Regions from separate parts of the Mus musculus genome. Here region 1 is linked to region 2. The links are chromatin contacts, called in public promoter capture Hi-C maps. All regions are on one chromosome and are shown on one strand. Each heading gives the region's core, a stretch centred on a gene start, on an enhancer-like site or on the middle of the called end of the contact. The rest is flanking DNA. Distances are from core to core; before and after follow the strand shown.

Region 1 (5,713 bases), core at 3,194-5,693, 440 kb before region 2:
GTGGTCAGAAGTGCAAGGAACTGAATCCCACCTGGAGATGTTGCAGGTGTGTTCTGTCCCAGCATTCCCTTCTCTGTAGCCTGAGGTCTCCTGGGAAGATTGTCCTTTAGACCTCTGTCCCTCTCACTGGTCCCTTCTGGTCACTGTGAGAGAACAGTTGACTGACAGCCCAAAGCTGCAGCACCTTCAGGATCTGCAGCAGAGACCACTGTCTTCTTGGGGAGCCTCCAGCTATTGACAGAAGAACTGGGCCACTGGGGCTGGGCTGACTGGGTCCAAGTGGGGCTCCGCCACAGGAAATCTTCACACCAGCATCTCTTGGCTGGCTCAGACCTGCTCCTCCCGGTGGAGTCCTCTTTTTCTCCTTTTCCATAGATGTCAGAGCTGAACCATGGCCTGGAGGGTTTCCCTGCCCAGTTCTGCAGCCTCCTCTTTTATCCTTTTCCAAGTATTTCCACAAATAAATCTCCTCTGCTTCTAACTCGGTCTTGGCAGCAGCTTTCTGGAGCCAACTGACACTAGGCTCCAGCCCCTCTTCCACTTCCAGCCTCCATTCTCCCAGGGCTGTGTTCCCTTCCTGTCCCTCTCGCCCTGAGCTCGCTCGCGCTGTTCTTCCCCTCCCCAGCTCTCAGAAGCACACTCTCTCCAGGGTCTCATTCAGTGCCTGGCACGCAGTAAATGCAATGACTTTTTGTTTCTGAGTGAATTGCATGCTCTGAAGCTGGGCACAGCCCGTCCCATTCTCCAAGCACAGAGCACATGGCGCCTTCTGGGTAAAGCTGGGAGCGCCAGCTCTGAAGGCCAGAGGGAGACACCATTCAGGCTAAATCAGAGGAAGTCTCTGAGATGGGGAGACAGGAGTTGAGAGGGACAGTGGAGCATCTGTAGGTCCTGGGAAGATGTACTCCCTCTATGTGCACCATGGTCTCAGCACTTGGGAGGCCAAAGCAGATAGATTTCTGCAAGTTGCAAGCCAGCCTAGGCTATGGCACTGACTTCAAGATCAGTCTGAGGTACAACTCTAATCCCTCTCTCCAACAAAACAAAAGCCCCAAAGATACAAGTAACAGCAAGTACCAGAGAAAAGATATATAACCAAGACATTGGAAAGGACAGGCGAGGGGTTCAGTCATTTGTAAATTCGCCTTCCAGTGCTGGCACAACCTTTAGGTTTACACTGAGGAAGAACTGGCACAAGAGATCTGTGTGCCTGAGCAATCCTGCTCAAGGTATGGGAAGCAGATCTGTTATTCAGATCTGGGTGTACAAAGTGGTCCAAAAGAGCTCTTATTTGTTTGAGACCACTTCTCCGTTGAAGTTCGTTCATATCCAAGGTAAAGCCTTGGAACGATTACCTAGCATCATAGATACCCCCTTCTCTGTGGGGTGGTCTGTCCTTCAGGAATCTGCTGTTCTTGAATCTAAGGTGGCTCCAGATTCAGGACAAATGTAGGACAGGACAGGCCATTGTAAAAAGGTGACAGTAATATGACAGGTTGCAAGCAGGACATGGTGGTGCACTCTTTTGATCCCAGCGCTTGGGAGGCAGAGGCAGGAGGATCTCTGTAAGTTTAGTCCACAGACAGCCAAGGCTATTACACAGAGAAATCCTGTCTCAAAAAACCAGAACGGGGAGAGAGAGAGAGAGAGACAGAGAGAGAGAGAGAGAGAGAGAGAGAGAGAGAGAGAGAGAGGGAGAGAGAGAGAGAGAGATTGCTCTCTGTGCCTTTAGCCTTGAAAGGGAATGAAGTAAGTTAGGTCTCTCAAGAAACCAAAAGTGGGGGTGGGGGTGGAGAGATGGCTCAGCAGTTAAGAGCACTGACTGTTCTTCCAGAGGTCCTGAGTTCAAATCCCAGCACCCACATGGTGGCTCACAACCATCTGTAATGGGATCCAATGCCCTCTTTCGAAGGCAGCTACAGTGTACTCATATTAAATAAATAAATACATACATACATACATACATACATACATACATACATACCAAAAGTGATGGTGTGTACACTGATGGTGTGTATGGCTAACAGTGTGCACAGTGGTGGTGTTCACAGTGAGGGTGCACACAGGATAATCTCAGCATTTGAAAGGCTAAGGCAGGAGGATTCCAAGCCTAACACTAGCCTAGGCTAGAAATGACCCCACTTAAAAAAGAAAAGAGGGGGAGAGGGACAGGGTGATACAGACAGGAAGGAAAGAGCTTTCCTGGATAGACATCCTCTCCTTATTCCCTGCTGTGACTCAGTCTCCATCCCAGGTTGGTGGAAGCTCAGAGAAAAGCTCGCTCCCCATCCCGGGTCTTATCCACTCATTTTGGACCCTCTGTCTTCTGAGGGACACACTGATGAGAAACAAGGTACATCTCCTGTCCCATAGACTGACCGATGTGTCCCCCACGTGGAGTCAGAAGAGAAACAGTGAGTGCCTGCCTCCCTTGCAGTCTGTTGCCACCCTAGCCTGCCTTCCCATGGGGTGGACAGGAAGAGATCTCAAAGATCCTCCCTCAGAACCTGCCTCTACAGAGGAGAAAAACAAAGACCTGAAGAGGACAAAGTTCCCTAGTGAGGCAGCGCCCTGGCCACAGTCCCTCCCACAGTCCCTGTCCCAAACTGGGTAGATATAGATTCAGAGGCCCCCAAACCTTAGGGTTTGCTTTCTCCTAGTTAGGCTGCTTCCTGCTACCCTGGGGTGTTAGTGAGTGTTTTCACAGCGGACGGACGCTATGCTTATGGTAAGAGTCTTACCTAATGCCTGTGAGTAACAACAGGGATCAGGAACGTCCCGGTCATGCAGAAGAGGAAGCTGAGGGCCAGAGCTGTAGGTTTCTAAGGCCAGGCTCACACTGTTCCAGTTGGGTCTGTCTGATCTTTCCAAAGCTGGGCTCTTGATGTGAGTCCATCCAGCCTTCCCAGTGAAGGGCAAGGAAGGCTGTGGAATGTGGAAAAGGGAGCCGAGCTGGATGGCAGGTCCTACGACAACAGCGAATACCACTACTGTGCTTTTTTTAAAACCTTGGCTTGTGCCCACACCCTCTTCTCTCACTGCCACCACATCTTTCTCAACCTCAGGAGAGGGGTTTGGCACCTGGGTTAAATAATTCTCTTTTCATTAATCCTCGGCTATTACCTCCAGGTCAGGGCTAGTTCTGAAGCCACAAAGATAGGCCTCATGGCTGAAGCGGACTCTCTGCTCCCTTCCTACACTGGCTCTGCCTCTGCCTCGACGGGACTTGACTTCCTGCAGAGTGTAGCATGGCAGCTGAGGGGGACTGCTCCAGCTAGCCCCAATTTGCGCCTTTAAACTCTCTCAGCCCTGTGGGGACCTGAGTGTCGTTTGAATTATTTTTACATCACTCTGGGGCTTCAGTTTCTTCCTATCTTGACTGTTGTTGTTGTTGCTGCTGCTGCTGTTGTTGTTTGTGTGTTTGTTTTTGAGACAGGGTTTTTGTGGCTTTGGCTGTCCTGGAACTCATTATGTAGACCAGGTTTGCCTTAAACACCGAGATCTGCCCACCTCTGCCTTCTAAGTGCTGGGATCAAAGGTGTGCACATAACAGCCAGCTGGGCTCAGTTTCTTCATCTATATAATGGGTATAACTACTAGCTTCACCAGATGGTTGGAAGCAAAATAACACATCAGCTTGGGGACATGGGAAACAGTGCTGAGTATAGCCCCCTCCATGATACAGAGACGTAAGCCTCTTGGGGGGGGTGGGACACATGATTCCTTCTGGGCGTCATACTCCAAGAATAGAAGGACCTGGCCCCCTGAGCCATTTTATACTTATTTGGGGACCTTATCTTTTAAATCCCCAGTGCCAGTCCTGCTCCAGGTTACTATCAGGTCCTACTCTGGTTATGTATCCCAACCATCAGACAGGAGTATGGCGTTGGACCAGACCTGTGCTGGAAGTCGCAGGGATCCTGTGGCACTCTCTTTGGAGAATCCCAACAGCCTTTCTCAGAACCAGGACTTGCAAAGAGCACCAGAATCAACCTTCTTTTCCCAGAAGATTTGGGAACTCCCAAGGTGGGCTCCAGAGCCCCAGCCGTGCCCTGGCCTCTTTCACCCGCCCTAACTGAAGTCCATGGCCTCTTGCCAATCTCATAGACTTGGGTGTGGTAGTTGCAACTGGGTTAGGAGTACAAGGACAGGTTCTGGAGGTCTCCTCTAAGTCCCTGAACTCTCTTCTGGCTCCAAAGGGGATAAAGCTCCCCCTTGACCTCCCTCCTCCATCCTCACCCTCATAGTCCAAGGCTTTGGCTCCCACAGATGCTTCCAGGGCAGCCCGGGGCAGGTGACTGGACAGCTCCGCGGACACGATGAGTGGAGGCGTGGGCTCAGCAATGCATCCCTCAGCCAATCAGCAGCCTGCCCAGCCGGTGGATTCGGTTACAAGCCCAATATCACCCCATACACCAGCCTTCCTCCTCCTCCCTAGGCTCCATTCATTGGCCCTGACACCCAGGGGCTGCTGGGCATCGCTTCCGCTGGAGCCTCAGCAGCTGCCTCAGGGGCAGTCAAAGGCAGGCATCCCGGGGCTTTGTCTGACCAGGCTGGACTAGAGTAGAATGGGGGTCCTGGGGGTACTTCTAGGAGTGCTGGCTTTCCTAGAGGGCTCCCATACCCGTCACTGGGACAGTACCTCCTGCCATTTGGTCCAGCCCATCCCTGGTAACCCTCTGGGCTCCCTGAGCTTCTTGGGCAAAGATGCCCAAGGCCTGGCATTATTCCAGGCCTTCTGGGATACACACCACAGGCTGCAGGTTTGTATCAGGCAGGATGAATCTGAACTTATCACAGCGTTCAGGGCCCTCTGTGCTCATGAGCCTTTGCAGCACTCCTTCATCCAAACCCCTGGACCTGCGCTGCAGAGAGCACTGGCCACTCTGCAGAGCCAGTGGGAGGCATGTCAAAGGTCTCAGGATAGTCCTACAGGAGCCAGGGAGAAGCGAGCAATAGAGCAGAGTGGAGCACCTGACAGAGAGCACCGTCGAAGGAGGAGAGGCTGGACCATTCCTGGCACGCTGTGGTGCGGTGTTGGGAACTCTGCTGAAAATGCCTCAGAACTGGGTGAGCCCCCGGGGTTTGGGTAGGTGTATGGTATGTATATGTGGGGTGGGGTGTTGGACTCCAGCCTGGCTCCCATTCTTCCAGGCTGTGTTATTGGAGAAGTGACATAGGCACTTTAACCTCATTTTTTAAATCTGTAAAATGGGTATGAATATGAGTAGCTCTTCATGAGACACTTAAGTGACGTCATGGATGTGAAAGGTCTTACTCAAACCCATGAATCACTCGAGGGAGGAGGTAGATTGAGGAGGATCCAGATTCTACTGCTCTAAACAACCTCTACCCATGAGGTTCTTCAGTGGCAAGAGCTCCAAAGACCTGGGTACAGCTCAGCATATTCAAGCTGACACTTCTTGAAGCTCCAAGTTCCTTATCTAGAAGATAAAGAGCCACTTCCCTTTGGGGGCTGCTGTGAACTCCGCTCATGTAAACATCACAACAAAGGGCGCCATTGCTCGAACTGTGGTTGAATGCTGTATATCTGCAAGGAATGCTGCTGGAGGACTAGGCTTGAGCAGGCAGGATGGCATCTTGGCCACCCAAGATGTTCTTGCTGTGCCAGAGGAAAGACTGTGCCTGGCCTGACTATCATTCCATAACACACACTTTCATTATCTGGAGTTTTATTTGGGTGTGAGCTTGG
Region 2 (6,039 bases), core at 1,180-3,679:
CAGCTCCCCAGGACTCCCCCAGGACTCCAGCACCAGACTGAATCTGCAGAGATAACCAGCCCCACAGACTGAATAACTATGGGATTCTCAGCCTTTTTCCATCAAGAGACAGCCATTGCTGGGCTACCATGATCACATCCTGTAAGCCAGTGTTTCAAAACACACACTCCTTGGTTCTGCTGCACTGCTAGAACAGTGGGTCTCAAACTGTGGGCCGAGAGCCCCTTGGCAAACCTCTCTCTCCAAAAATATTTACATTACGATTCGTAACAGTAGCAAAGTTACAGTTAGGAAGCTGCAACAAAAGTATTTTGATGGTTGGGGGTCACCACGACATGAGGAACTGTGTTAAAGGGTTGCACCATTAGGAAGGCTGTGAGCCACTGCATTTCAGTACCCTGACTTACACAGCCCTATCTCACACACACACACACACACACACACACACACACACACTCGTGCACTAAGGCATCCTGTGCACAGGGTTGTCTAGCCCTCTCACTGACTGACTGACAGGCATTCAGAAGCCTGGAGTCCTCTCTGTGTACTTTAGAGATCAGACCTATTCATTTCATTGCACACAGAGCCTTGGCTGATGACGCAAGTGTGGTGTCCTCACACCACGCCAAGGAGGAAGGAAGGAGGAACAGTCTCGGCTCACTTCACAAAAGTCACAGCATTGGGGAAGGGACCCAATGGGAACTTTGGGACCCAAGCCCCCAAAGTTCTCATGATGGTGAAGGGAGGAACTCTCCTGTGGTCAGGCATTGGGGCTAACAGCTCAAGGCTGAGGTGGGAATCCCTGAGGACTGTCCAGACAGCAACCAGGGACCCAAGGATAAGGAGCTTTAACAGGACATGGCCAGAGAGTCTAGGCACCTATGGAAGGTGCTAGCCTCAGGTCCCAAGAACTGGATCCAGTACAGTTCTGTTATCTTGAGCTGGGGCATCATCTCTCTGATCCGTGCTTAAGGTTTGCCCGAGTTCACCTGAGACCAGATAATCAGGGTACCCGGGAGGAAGGGGAGAGATGAGACACCCCTGCTTTCTGCCTGATCCCCGGGTATGACTGTGCCTGAACCTATAACCTAAAGGTCACAATCACGTTTTGAGAGGTCCCTAGAATCTATAAGAGGTCTCTGGAGGACTATAGCCCTGGGATGACTATCTGGAGCAGTCAGGGAGAACCTTCAAGTACCTGGAATGTTTGCCGCCGCCCCCCCCCCCCATCCATTCCCTCTGGGACTTCTTCCCAAAGCCTTCTAGTCCTTCTAGTCTTTGGACATCCTTTCCCATCCTTCTCTTTGATTCGACGGACCCCCGTGGCTTTCTATTGTTGCCTCAGGGTGACTTGTTTTGCATCACTCACGGTAACCCAATTTGGCACCCCTTTTGCCCCTTTCATAGAGCATAAACCCTAGGAGAGCTGGGACAAGTCTTGTGTACTCCTGACCCTTTCTCCAAACTAAACACCGGGCCTATTAACCTATCTCAGAGAGGCCCCATGTGCACCGAGTAAATGAACAAACTGCTGGATGAACTGGGGAGACCCTGTCGGGGACAGGGGGCACGTGTCCATTCAGCATGCCCAAGCACTAAGGTCCTGTTAAAAACTGCTGTGGGAGACCTGAGGGGCAGGTAAGTTTCTCCATCCCCCACTTCCAGTTTCCAATTTCCCCAATGGACAAGGACAGCCCCCCCCCACACACACACATATATCCCCGCTCCCCTGCCCTTCTCCCCCCACCCCAGGGTCCAGACACGGGTTGGTTACTTACCACAGAATTCAGCAAGAGCCCCAAAGACTCCAGAAAGGAGCAGCAGCGCCTTCAGGAGCTCCATGGCAGGCACAGGTGGGAGGTGGGAGACTCCTGGGTCTCACCTTGAGGGCTTGTCTGACTGCAACTGTTGTCTTGCTTAGGAAGAGGCAGCTTCACTGATTAATTGTCCTTCCAACAGCCGGAAGCACGCTGCTAAATCAGCAGAGAGAAAGGGGGAAAGGTCTGTTATGGGGCAGGAGGCCAAAGAACAGAGGAAGGAAGGAAGGGCAGAGCTGCTTGTCCTCCAGATGAGAACAAAAAGGGACTCCGTGGGGCAACTCAAAGCTAACCTTATCTGTCCCGAACGCTTTAAAGACCCCGGAAGCAGCACAGAAAGCCTGGTGCCTAATCTGTCCCAAGTCTATCTGACAGTGCTCGCCGGGGTCCGCCCTGCCCCGGCTTGCACACCCGCCCCGCGCCCTCCCCCCCCCCCGCCCCCCGCACATCCCAGCCCCCTGCCCACACACACACACCCCACCCCTGCCTGCACACCCGCACCGTTGCTGCTCTGGCTGCAGACATTCAGGACTAGAGTACCTACCGGGTGCACTTCACAGGAGTCCCTGGAAAGTACTTACTTTGACTCTCGGGGTCAGAGCTGGGAAACTGTGGTGATCACGTGACGGAGCTCTCTGGCGTCAGCTGTTCTGCCAAGGAGGCGGGGCAGCTGCTGGACCCGGCCCAGACAAACAAGTCTCAATCAACCAGACACAGCCTGGGTTTCCTTGAGGCGACAGCGAAAGTTGAAGAACAAGTGAATCTAGCAAGTTGCAAAACCTTTGGGAGCAGGGCTGCAGGGCTACTTGCCCTGAACTAGGAACGTCGCTTAAAGACATCTTGGCAGAAAAAAAACATTGCTTATCTGCCCAGCCCCACTGGAGACTCGAAGGATGAATCTAGCAGCGATGGGTGACCTCTCTGAGTTTCAAGTTATTCTCTCTCTCTCTCTCTCTCTCTCTCTCGAGAGAGAGAGAGAGAGAGAGAGAGAGAGAGAGAGAGAGGGTTAAACAATATTATCCTAGCAGCAATTTCCCAGTTCCACTTGTGAAGATGTTGAGACCGTAACATGCCTCTAGTCATCTTCAAATGAGATGTTTGTTACAACTATTTTTATAGCAAACTGTCAAAGGTCACACTTTCAAGAGAATCTATTTTTGTGCCAGGGTAATTATCACAAGCTAAGACCCAACACAGATATATATGGACCTGGATAGCAGTTATTAATTAGCAGTAATTAACGTAATGCATGTGTTGTTGCTGGCCTAGGTCATGTTGTCAGAGAAACTGAAAAAGACAAAGGACTCTATCATAATGCGGGGGTCACATGTGGGGTGCACACCTCTAGCCCCAGCCACTCAGGAGACTGAAGTAGGACTGACTGGCAGCCAGCTTGAGTAACCATGAGACCCTATCTCTTTAAAAGGAGGAAGAGAAGCTGGAAGAAGAGGCGGTGGGGAGCCAAGTATGGCTCTTGGTGCACACCTATATCTAGAATGTGGGAGACTGAGGCAGGAGAATCATTCCAAGTTCCAAGCCAGGCTGGGCTACTGAGACCTCATCTCAAAACTCAGGGAGACATAAGATGGGGAGAAGGAAGAAAGAAGTGAAGGAAGGAGAGAGGCAGGGAAGGGAGAAGCAGTAATTAGCTCGGAGTAAGGCGGGAAGTCCGCATGCACGTGCATTTTGCAGGGAGAAGAGGCTCCAGTGTTGTGGGTGCTCACCAGAGAAGACTGCTCGAATGTGAGTTTGAGCCAATAGAAGTCCTTATTCGCCGGCACTGACTACACTGGGTGTCTGGGATCCCTGCGTAGTCCCTAGACTTTCTCAGGGTGAGCCTTGAAGCACAAAAACCATGTCCTGGGTTGACACATTTCAATTAACAAAAACAGTTAGCCAGAAATGGAATTAGAGAAGCCAAAAAGCAAGGTTAGTACATTCAGACTTTCCCAGAACTGTGGACTTTGATGGGCTAGGTCTTTGTTTTGTTTTGGCAGGTGGTGCTGTCTACATGCTGAGTTTTACAGCCTGAATGATACTTTCATCATGGAGTCAGTTGTGCTAAGGTCACCAGGAAACTGTGCTTCTCCTGAGGCCATGCACTCAGGATAGTGTCCCGATAACTGATAATCTTTGAGGGTTTACGACTTTTTTAAAATGGAGATTTCTTTTTCTTCCCCTAACATCATAGGTTCTCAATCTTTTGCTATTCAAAAACATTTTAGTAAGAATGAAGCCCCCCAGTCTAGTCTGGGCTGCTACATAACTCTGACCACGGCCAGGAGCTGCAAGGAAGGAATTTCTGGACCTCACATTCCACACCTGCCTTAACTTTCCAGTTTCTAAGAAAACAGACTCTCAGGAGCCCTGAGCTGTCCAGACCTGAGGCTGACCTCCCACACAGCCCTGAGCTGTCCAGACCTGAGGCTGACTTCCCACACAGCCCTGGTGGTTTTGAATGTCCACCAGAATCTCCTTGGTTGACCTTTGACTCAACCCCACCTTCCCTCTGACCTTCAGTGACCTTTGCCCATGAAAAACAGTCCACAGGTCCTTCGTGGGGACCCTCCCAGACACAAAAGGTCAACACCCCCAGTGTTCATGGGTGAATGGGCTAGAACATAGCCCATGGTTAGAAATATAATCCCAAGGAGAAAAATCCACATGTAGGCACACAGACCGCATGAGAAGAACGGGCGGAACAAATGTGGACCCATGCAGGTACACGGAGAACATTCATTGTGTAATAAAAATACACAGTGTTGCCGGGCGATGGTGGTGCGAGCCTTTAATCCCAGCACTTGGGAGGCAGAGGCAAGCGGATTTCTGAGTTCAAGGCCAGCCTGGTCTACAAAGTGAGTTCCAGGACAGCCAGGACTGCACAGAGAAACCCTGTCTCAAAAAACCAAAATAAATAAATAAATAAATAAATAAATACACACTGTTGGGGCTGGTGAGATGGCTCAGCGTTTAAGAGCACTGACTGCTCTTCTGAAGGTCCTGAGTTCAACTCCCAGCGACCACATGGTGGCTCACAACCATCTGTAATGAGATCTGACGCCCTCTTCTGATGTGTTTAAAGACAGCTACAGTCTACTTGCATATAATAATAAATAAATCTTTAAAAGATACACAGTGTTACAAAAGTTCATAGAAGCAGATGGAAAATGAGCACATGACCACTTCTAGTGATGATGGAGAAGGTTTTTAATGTAGATATGAGGGAGCGCACAGCCAAGGGCATCTGGAAGGTTTCAGACTGAACTAGGTCACGAGAAGAGATGAGGGGAGAGTAAAAGAAAGATGGGGCAGAGAGAGAAGCCAAGGACCAAGAGGCCAAGAGCGCCAAGAGAATGGGTAGCCAAAATGGCTGAATTAGATAGGAGAAAAGAGAGGAGAAGACAGGTGGAAGGAAAGGCTTGGGGATGGGAGAGGTTTAGAGTAGGGGTGTGCCAGCCAAGATGGCTCCATAACAGGTACTTGTGATCAGGGACTGAGAGAGACTAGAGGTAGTAGGAAATGCTGATGAGCACCACAGGCATAGGGCAACAGACGAGCCATGTGTCCCTTTTGTCAGAGATCAGGACAATGACTCCTTTCAGTCAATAGGAACTCTCTTAAGTCTCTGAGGAAATGCTGGCTTAGCTAAATGCCAGAGTTTGCAAAAAGGAATTTCCTGAGACCTGACTACTGGAAAGGTCTGAAGAGAGCAAAGAGGGATAGAGATCAGGAGGGGACTATAGGGAGGTGGGCACCAGGAAGGAGTGGGAGGTAAAAGAGTAATGTGAGAGGGAACAAATGAGGACAGAGAACACTGGCACACTCGTGCAAATGCCACACTTGTTACTCTGTAACTTAATGTTAATAGGGGCTGAAGTTGTGGCTCAGTAGGTAGGGAGCTTGCTTAACTTATTCAGTGTATGCCTCTTAAACTGGGCACGGCAGCTCATGCTTGTGATCCAAGCGCTCCAGAGGCCGAGGCAGAAACATTGCCAAGAGTTTGAAGCCATCCTGTGCTAGTCATGAGTTCTAGGTCAGCCAGGGCTTTAGTTGTGAGATCTTGCCCCCCCAAAAATTGTGTGTGTGTGTGTTCTTGTTGGTTTTCATTTTGTTTTGCTATGGTTTGGTTTTGGAGACAGGATCTCACTATGTAAGTTAGGCCAGCCTCAAACTGTTCATCCTCCTGCCTTCACCCTGCAACTGCCAGGGTTATATGAACAAT

Evidence for each region. Promoter capture Hi-C pulls out the DNA fragments that hold promoters and counts their contacts.
Region 1: a contact with region 2 is called in a promoter capture Hi-C map of neural stem cells. The contact joins the promoter of Pla2g3 here to the promoter of Tcn2 in region 2. A contact is called at or near these places in 6 of 39 promoter capture datasets (the 3T3-L1 cell line, the C10 cell line, the HPC-7 cell line and 3 more), 2 of 15 datasets of contacts at CTCF or cohesin (the NIH/3T3 cell line and large pre-B cells), 1 of 484 Hi-C or Micro-C datasets (cerebellar granule neurons), 4 of 115 datasets of contacts at active chromatin or transcription factors (bone marrow-derived macrophages, embryonic stem cells, kidney and 1 more) and 2 of 9 other capture datasets (embryonic stem cells and macrophages).

What each region holds. Positions count from the first base shown.
Region 1 is chr11:3,483,784-3,489,496 of GRCm38.p6, forward strand. Pla2g3 (phospholipase A2, group III) reads left to right here and starts at 4,444. Exons shown (of 7, transcript NM_172791.2): 1 at 4,444-5,070. The coding sequence starts at 4,569.
Region 2 is chr11:3,929,615-3,935,653 of GRCm38.p6, forward strand. It overlaps Tcn2 (transcobalamin 2), which reads right to left and starts at 2,430. Exons shown (of 10, transcript NM_015749.3): 1 at 2,362-2,430; 2 at 1,779-1,973. The coding sequence starts at 1,842.